Regions from separate parts of the Zea mays genome. Here region 1 is linked to region 2. Evidence: chromatin contacts called from public Hi-C data. All regions are on one chromosome and are shown on one strand. The core of a region is the stretch at or near the end of the contact, and the rest is flanking DNA. Distances in the headings are between cores, read along the strand shown.

What was found. A called contact is a pair of places that touch in the nucleus more often than the background predicts.
Region 1: a Hi-C map of ear shows a contact between it and region 2, with 4 times the contacts expected there. The contact joins the promoter of LOC100282091 here to the promoter of LOC118476237 in region 2. A contact is called at or near these places in 4 of 25 Hi-C or Micro-C datasets (bundle sheath, ear, leaf and 1 more).

The regions. Positions count from the first base shown.
Region 1 is chr2:63,265,411-63,268,754 of Zm-B73-REFERENCE-NAM-5.0, reverse strand. LOC100282091 reads right to left here and starts at 1,847. Exons shown (of 2, transcript NM_001371822.1): 1 at 1,289-1,847; 2 at 80-1,128. The coding sequence starts at 1,768. The coding sequence ends at 616.
Region 2 is chr2:63,034,461-63,037,509 of Zm-B73-REFERENCE-NAM-5.0, reverse strand. It overlaps LOC118476237, which reads left to right and starts at 1,673. Exons shown (of 3, transcript XM_035965062.1): 1 at 1,673-2,158; 2 at 2,297-2,321. The coding sequence starts at 1,673.

The DNA of each region.
Region 1 (3,344 bases), core at 598-3,097, 230 kb before region 2:
CTGTTGGCGCGTGCGTAGACGCAGAGCAAGTGGACATGTAAACCACTGCTTGGATTTATAAGGCCTCGATCTCTCCATCTTCAACCAAAACAGAGCAGCAGTGGCTTATCTTATTGAACAGTTTTTTTCTCTCTCTCTCTCTGCGGCGGCTTTTCTTATAAGAAAAAAAATATTTGGTAAAACTGTGTGTTTAGAAGAAGAAAAAAATGATATCTTCAGAATCAGAACCAGACAACGCCTCAAGGACTGACTAAACCCTTGGCAATCTCCACCAGGAGAACGATCTCCATCCAGCATCCAACGCGGTGCTTTGAAGAGAAGGCAGTGGACACTGGTGAGTTTGTGACTTGTTGTTGGTGCACGTGAAGAGAACTTTTTTTTTCACCCTTCGTTGGACATCGTCCCCGATCCACTTCTGCGGCCATATCTCCGGTTATTATTAACAGAATGGCCATCGCACGATTTGCCAGGACGTTCTGTGCTGTGCCACATTGCGTTCGCGCATGAACCGCGCATCAACCGTAACCGGCGCATCGCGTCCGCAGGAAGCCTCGTCTCCTGCCATGGCCTCGTGTGACGTAGCGTAACCAGTCGGCGACGAACATGTTCAGTCCATCAGGAGACGAGGACGTGGAGCGAGCCGTTCTTGGCGGCCGCGCAGACGGGGCAGGCGTCCACGCCGGCCTCGCACGCGCGGCACAGGCACAGGTGCCGGCACGGGAGCAGCAGCACGGACGCCTCGCCGGCGCCGCACGACCTGCACGCCAGCTTGGACCTGGACGCGCACGACGCGCCGCCGTCCTCGAAGCAACACGACTCGGCGTCCTCGGCCTCACCGCCTTCCTCGCGGCCGCCGCCGGCGCCATAGGGTGACTGCAGGAGCTGGTCCAGCGTGGCGCGGAGGCCAGCGGCGGCGGCCTCGTGCCTCCTGGCGACGGCCATCCACGCCTGGCACTCGGCGCCCGCCTGCCGGGCCTTCTCCTCCAGCTCCGCGCCGCGCCGGAGCGCGCGCTCGAGGTCCGTCTCCGACGCGCGCAGCCGCCCCGACGCGGCGCGCCCCACGGCGGCCAGCAGCGCGCGGGCGTGCCGCCGCCGCGCCTCCTCCAGCGCCGCGCGCATCCTCTCTGCCTGTGCACCACAAGATAATGTCTCACAGATCAGACACCGTCGGACCATGCGTTGTTGTCCCCATATGACGAAGAAGGAAGAAGTCGGTCGATTCCCAGTTATTAACCATCAATTGACAGATGATAGATGAAGATCACGACCGAACAATGGCCGCCCGTACCTCAAGTCTAACGAGCGCGTCGATCTCCACGCCGTGGCGGTGCGTCCACGACGACAGCAGTCCCCGCGAGGCCGCCACGGTCGCGCCACTTGCCACCCTCCCACTGGTGGACGCCGTGCCGGAGGCCGCCACCGCCCGGCGGCTCCGCGCGTTGACGAACGGTGCCACAGCCACAGGCAGTGGCAGCAGGCGCTCCGTGCCCGCCGGAGGCAAACCCGCGCGCTGGTCTTCTGAGAGACCACCGCCCGCTGCTGGCGCCGCCGTCTCCAGGCGCGGCCGCTTCCTCGGCAGGAAGCCGTCGTAGTTGCACCAGGCAACCTCGACGCGCGGGAAGTCGCTGAGCGCCGTCGTGGCGTCCCCGATCCGGGCCGGGGCCGGGGCCGCGGCTGGCGCGCACCCGGCGTACTCGTCCAGGAACAGGTAGCCGCCCGCCGCCTGGGCTGCTAGGTCGTGCGACAGGTGCCGCCCCTGCACGGCCATGGCAAGGCGCAAGGCGCAACTCAAGGACGACCGCGAAGGCGTTGGGCGGGCGTGGGAACCGACCGCCAGTGGGAGGAGTGAGAATGGATGGTTTGCAACCGATGTGGTTATATATATACTGTCACGGTTAGGGAAGGCATGCCATGACTCCGGCTCGGGTGGGGCGGAAGAGCGAAGACTGTGAGCCGGTGCCAACAAAAACACGTAGTAGGGGGGGCACGGCGCGCGGATGCGATCGAGGCCGGGACAAAATCGGATCGCTTTCCACCCGCCCTGGCCGGGCCGGGTGGGGCGGACGCCGTTCGCGGTTCGCCTAGCAATAGCAAGCTGCTAGCTAATCCCCATTCCAGACGGGCGGACATTCACTCGGTTTATTTCAGCGAACCAACGGAGTGATCAGATTTTTTTTACCCCGTGGTCTGCTGCTGCTGCTGCCAATATGATGGGTAGGTAGTACATACTCGATGGACTGTAGTATGTGTTATTCATTTTGCTTTCGCTTTCACGTGCGTGTATGTGATCTGTAGTAAATGGTTGTTTTTATCTCTCCGTATCTACCGTTCTTTGGTATTTTCCTTTTTTCTCCATTTCTCTCACCTTTCTCTTGGTCACATTCATGGGCTGACATCCGTTCAATTTTCTCGCTTTTCCATTTATTGATTTTTTTAATCTTTTTTCCCTATCAGATTTTATTTTCTCGCGTTCTTTGTCCTCCTCCTGTTTTTTCTCTCTCTATCTTTTTATTTATCTCTCTCTCTCTCTTTTGTATTAAACGTTGAGAAATCCGATCAAAATAAATTACATACATAAGAATTAAGAATACGTCGAGAAATCTGATGAGTGCGATATGATGTTCGGCGGTGGACGTGGACCGGGCTGGATGGATGGATCAACAAATGTTGATGGATGGGCCACACCCCACTTCCATGTTTCATGGCCGATTCAAGTCGTCTAGCTAGCTAGTGCATGTCGTCCTGGCTTTTTTTCTCTGCTTTGTTCTGGATCGGATGGGAAAGCTAAAACTAGCGCATCCGTGTCCGTGTCCGTGTCCGTGCCACTAGTAAAAGCAGCGATGTGCATCTCCGGCTGCGGCGGGGCAGCCGGTCAAAGTCTTCCCCCGTCGGAGACGGGCTTACCGCACGCGAGAAAGATCCGATCTCGCAGTCGCAGTGAAACTTCACCCTCGAACGACGAACCATGGCGATGCGATGCGACGCGGCCCAAACAGTCGCAGTCCCTGCCTGGACGACGTGCGGCTGCGGTTTCAACGCCACCCAGCGAGAAAGGCGCGCGGGAAGTCAGGAACCACGAACCATGCAAAGTGATTTTCTCCGCACGTTGCATATGGGGTTTTTTTTTTCTTCAAATGATTCGATTCCAGATGCATGCCGGCCCGGATCATTGGGTACGTTAAGTACGATCAACGACCTCCGCTGGGCTGGCAAGCTTGGAAAGACTTTAATTATCAGGCGTCAGGCTTAGCGGTTGACCGGTTATGCCAGTGGTACAAGCAGGCAAGCAGCACAGTAGTCGCCTCCTGTCCCTCTGATATGGCAAGAGTACCACTTTATGCATA
Region 2 (3,049 bases), core at 424-2,923:
CGACTGGTAACTACTGGCACTGCAAATAAAGTTCAATATAAGATGCATGCCTAACCCATCTGACCATGGCATGTCCATACCTCATTTATCGTTTTGTTCAGTAGTTGCCTGTCCTCTCTCCGCTGGCAGAACCAGCCATTTTTTTTTGTTAAGGGGACACAATTATCATGACACTTCTAAGTGGTGTGTGTAAAATAAAAAAATCATACTCACTCCGGCTTCCAATTTATAATGCGTTTGACATTTTACGCCAAGTTTGACAGTTCATTTTATTTTAAAAAATGCAATAGTAATAATATTTTTTACCGTGCTATCGTTTAGCATATAATATATTTTAAATGTTACTTTAAAATTTCCATTTTTCGCAAAAAAAAAGACGAGCCATTCAAATTTAGTAAAAAAAACTTCAAATGAATTATAAATTGGATAGAAATAGTAATATGAGGATAAAAATAGATATATTGATATTTTGATGTGCAGTAAATTAAAAAAAATCTAGGTATTATAAAAAGTTTTTCATGTGTTTGTGGTGGTGCTGGAGTGGGGCGGGCACGTCGCTGATGGTCTCTGGTTCTGCCACTTGTCTTCTCTCCGCCCATGGGAAACCATATCTATATGTGGCAATTACTATAGGCGTACTACTAATTTTAATTACTTTCATAGCAAAAAATGTCACTATAGGTTGAGGTAAAAACGGTCGGAAACGGTTGGTAAATACTAAAACTATTTACATTTTCATTTTTTTCATGGAAACAAAATCGAAAATGATAACTCTGGAAACGGAAACGACATCGGTAATTTATAAACATCAGAAACGAAAGCTTAGGATGGAAAACACATCGGTTATGGCCAGAATATAAAATACACCAGTAAAAATCGTGATATGTACCCTCAATTGACTTCTAAAATTCACACAAGTCGTACGTCCACATAAAATTAGTAATAATATATAAGTGTTCATAAATTCATGAAGATTAAATCATATCTCACAAAACATTAAAGCAATATCTCACAAATACAAAAGACAAGCACCGTGCCCACATACATATAGTTAGAAAGTCAACATAATTGGTATCATCCTAGCCCTTCAGGCTCTCGTGCAAATTATGAATATATGTATCAAGAGTAATAATTGAAAATAAAACTATAAATAAGATTTATAAAAGTTTCAAACAACTCTAAACTATATACCATTATATAGATCTTGATTTTAGGAAAATAATAAAATTGGTCTCATATTTTTCTAAGTTAATACAAGTTTATTATGGATTTACAAAGGTCAGTTTAGATTTAATATTTTTCTGAGAAATTAACGAACAAATTACCAAATTTGTTACTGACGGTAAAATACCGAATAAATAGTGTGATTTCCAGAAAAGGTCGGAAGAGACCCAAACCATTTTCGTTTCCGAATTTTTTCTACCAATTTTTTTCCCATATTTTTAATAATTGTTTTCATTTCCATTTAGACCTGAATTTTGGTAAAAAATTGAAAATGACTCATGGTAATCGAAATTTATCATTTTTGTTTTCACCCCTAACTGTATCGGTATCTTGTCTTAATTAGAATAAAAATCAGAACTAGAAAAGTAAATTGTAATCACTACAGGAAAACCGAGAAAAGCGTCGGTTCTATTAGTCTATCGGGATCGACGTTCTAAAGATATTAAGTATGTCAGTTAGAGTGTCAGCTGTTCTTAAGTTTTGGACTAGGTCGGGCGTGCGCTCGGTTCTTCGTCTTTGCTCGCTCGTTTCTAACTTAGCCTGTCGCCACCAAGTCGATCGTCGCGCCACCGTGCACAGCGCTGCCAGCACGCCTGTCGTTCTCCTCCTTGTGTCGTACTCCTCCCTTCACTCGTTTCTAATCCATACCACCGGTGCCAAGCATGTCGGGAGCGCCACCGTGCATAGCGCTGCCAGCACGCCTGTTGTTCTCCTCCCTGTGTCGTACTCCTCCCTTCACTCATTTCTAATTCATACCATCGGCACCAAGCATGTCGGGAGCGCCACCGTGCTCCACCCAGTGCCGCTGTGGTCCTTTGCAGGCTTCTCGAGATGGTGTCAGCCTTCGGTTGTTAAAGTTTGTATCAAGAGGCATAAAGGTTCAAATCCATATCACCAGGAGATTCTGTGCGGCGAGAATGCGGCAGAAAAGTTGGTAAGTATAAATATTGGCTTTAAATGTATTTTTTATTTCAATTGAAATTAATGTTTTGTTGGGTCGCTTATTGAAATGTTGCAATATAAATGTGTACATGACGTGGACTGGATGACAATACTGCGACTGCTTATGAAGCTGGTGAAGGTGTGCCACATGGGAGGTATGCTAACTTGTGTTGCAATTTTATTTCAGTAATTATGATTCTATTTAGGGTGTATATTATAATGTTGTACGTAGGTTTTCTATCGGCGACCGGGTTGTGGATCGTCGAAGTTATAGTATGCATCCATTCATAATAAATATATATTCATCTACATCAAATACATTCACAAACACATATATCCACCCACATCAAATACATTAGTACCAATACAACATCACACAAATCATCTACATCGTATCTATCCATTACATAAATCATCCACATCATATGAGTCGTAAAGTATCAATAGTTATTCAAGGAATAACCATTTTAAACAATAGAATAAGTACAAATATCCATACATCAAATTAGTCTGAACTTGGAATCATCAGTTGGTTAGAGTTCTCACCGCTACCTAGAGTGTAGTTGAACAACTAGTTGACAAATAAGTTAGACCCTTGGCATTAGCGTCTCCAGGTGCGGGTAATTATGGTGAAGTCTAAAAACTCTATTGTTTATAATTAGTTAGAATTGAGTTACATCAACTAGGGATAGATGTGGTTCACCTAAACTGACTAAATTTGGTTGAATTTGAGCTAGATTGACTAAATTTCGCTAAAATCACTAAGTTTCGCTACAATTGAACTATAATGATTATTTTCCTAGATTTGAGCTAAGTTAGCTAATTTTGCTAAATTAACAAATTTAGATAGAATTGAGCCAAGTGGGTTTCTCCTATAGTTAAG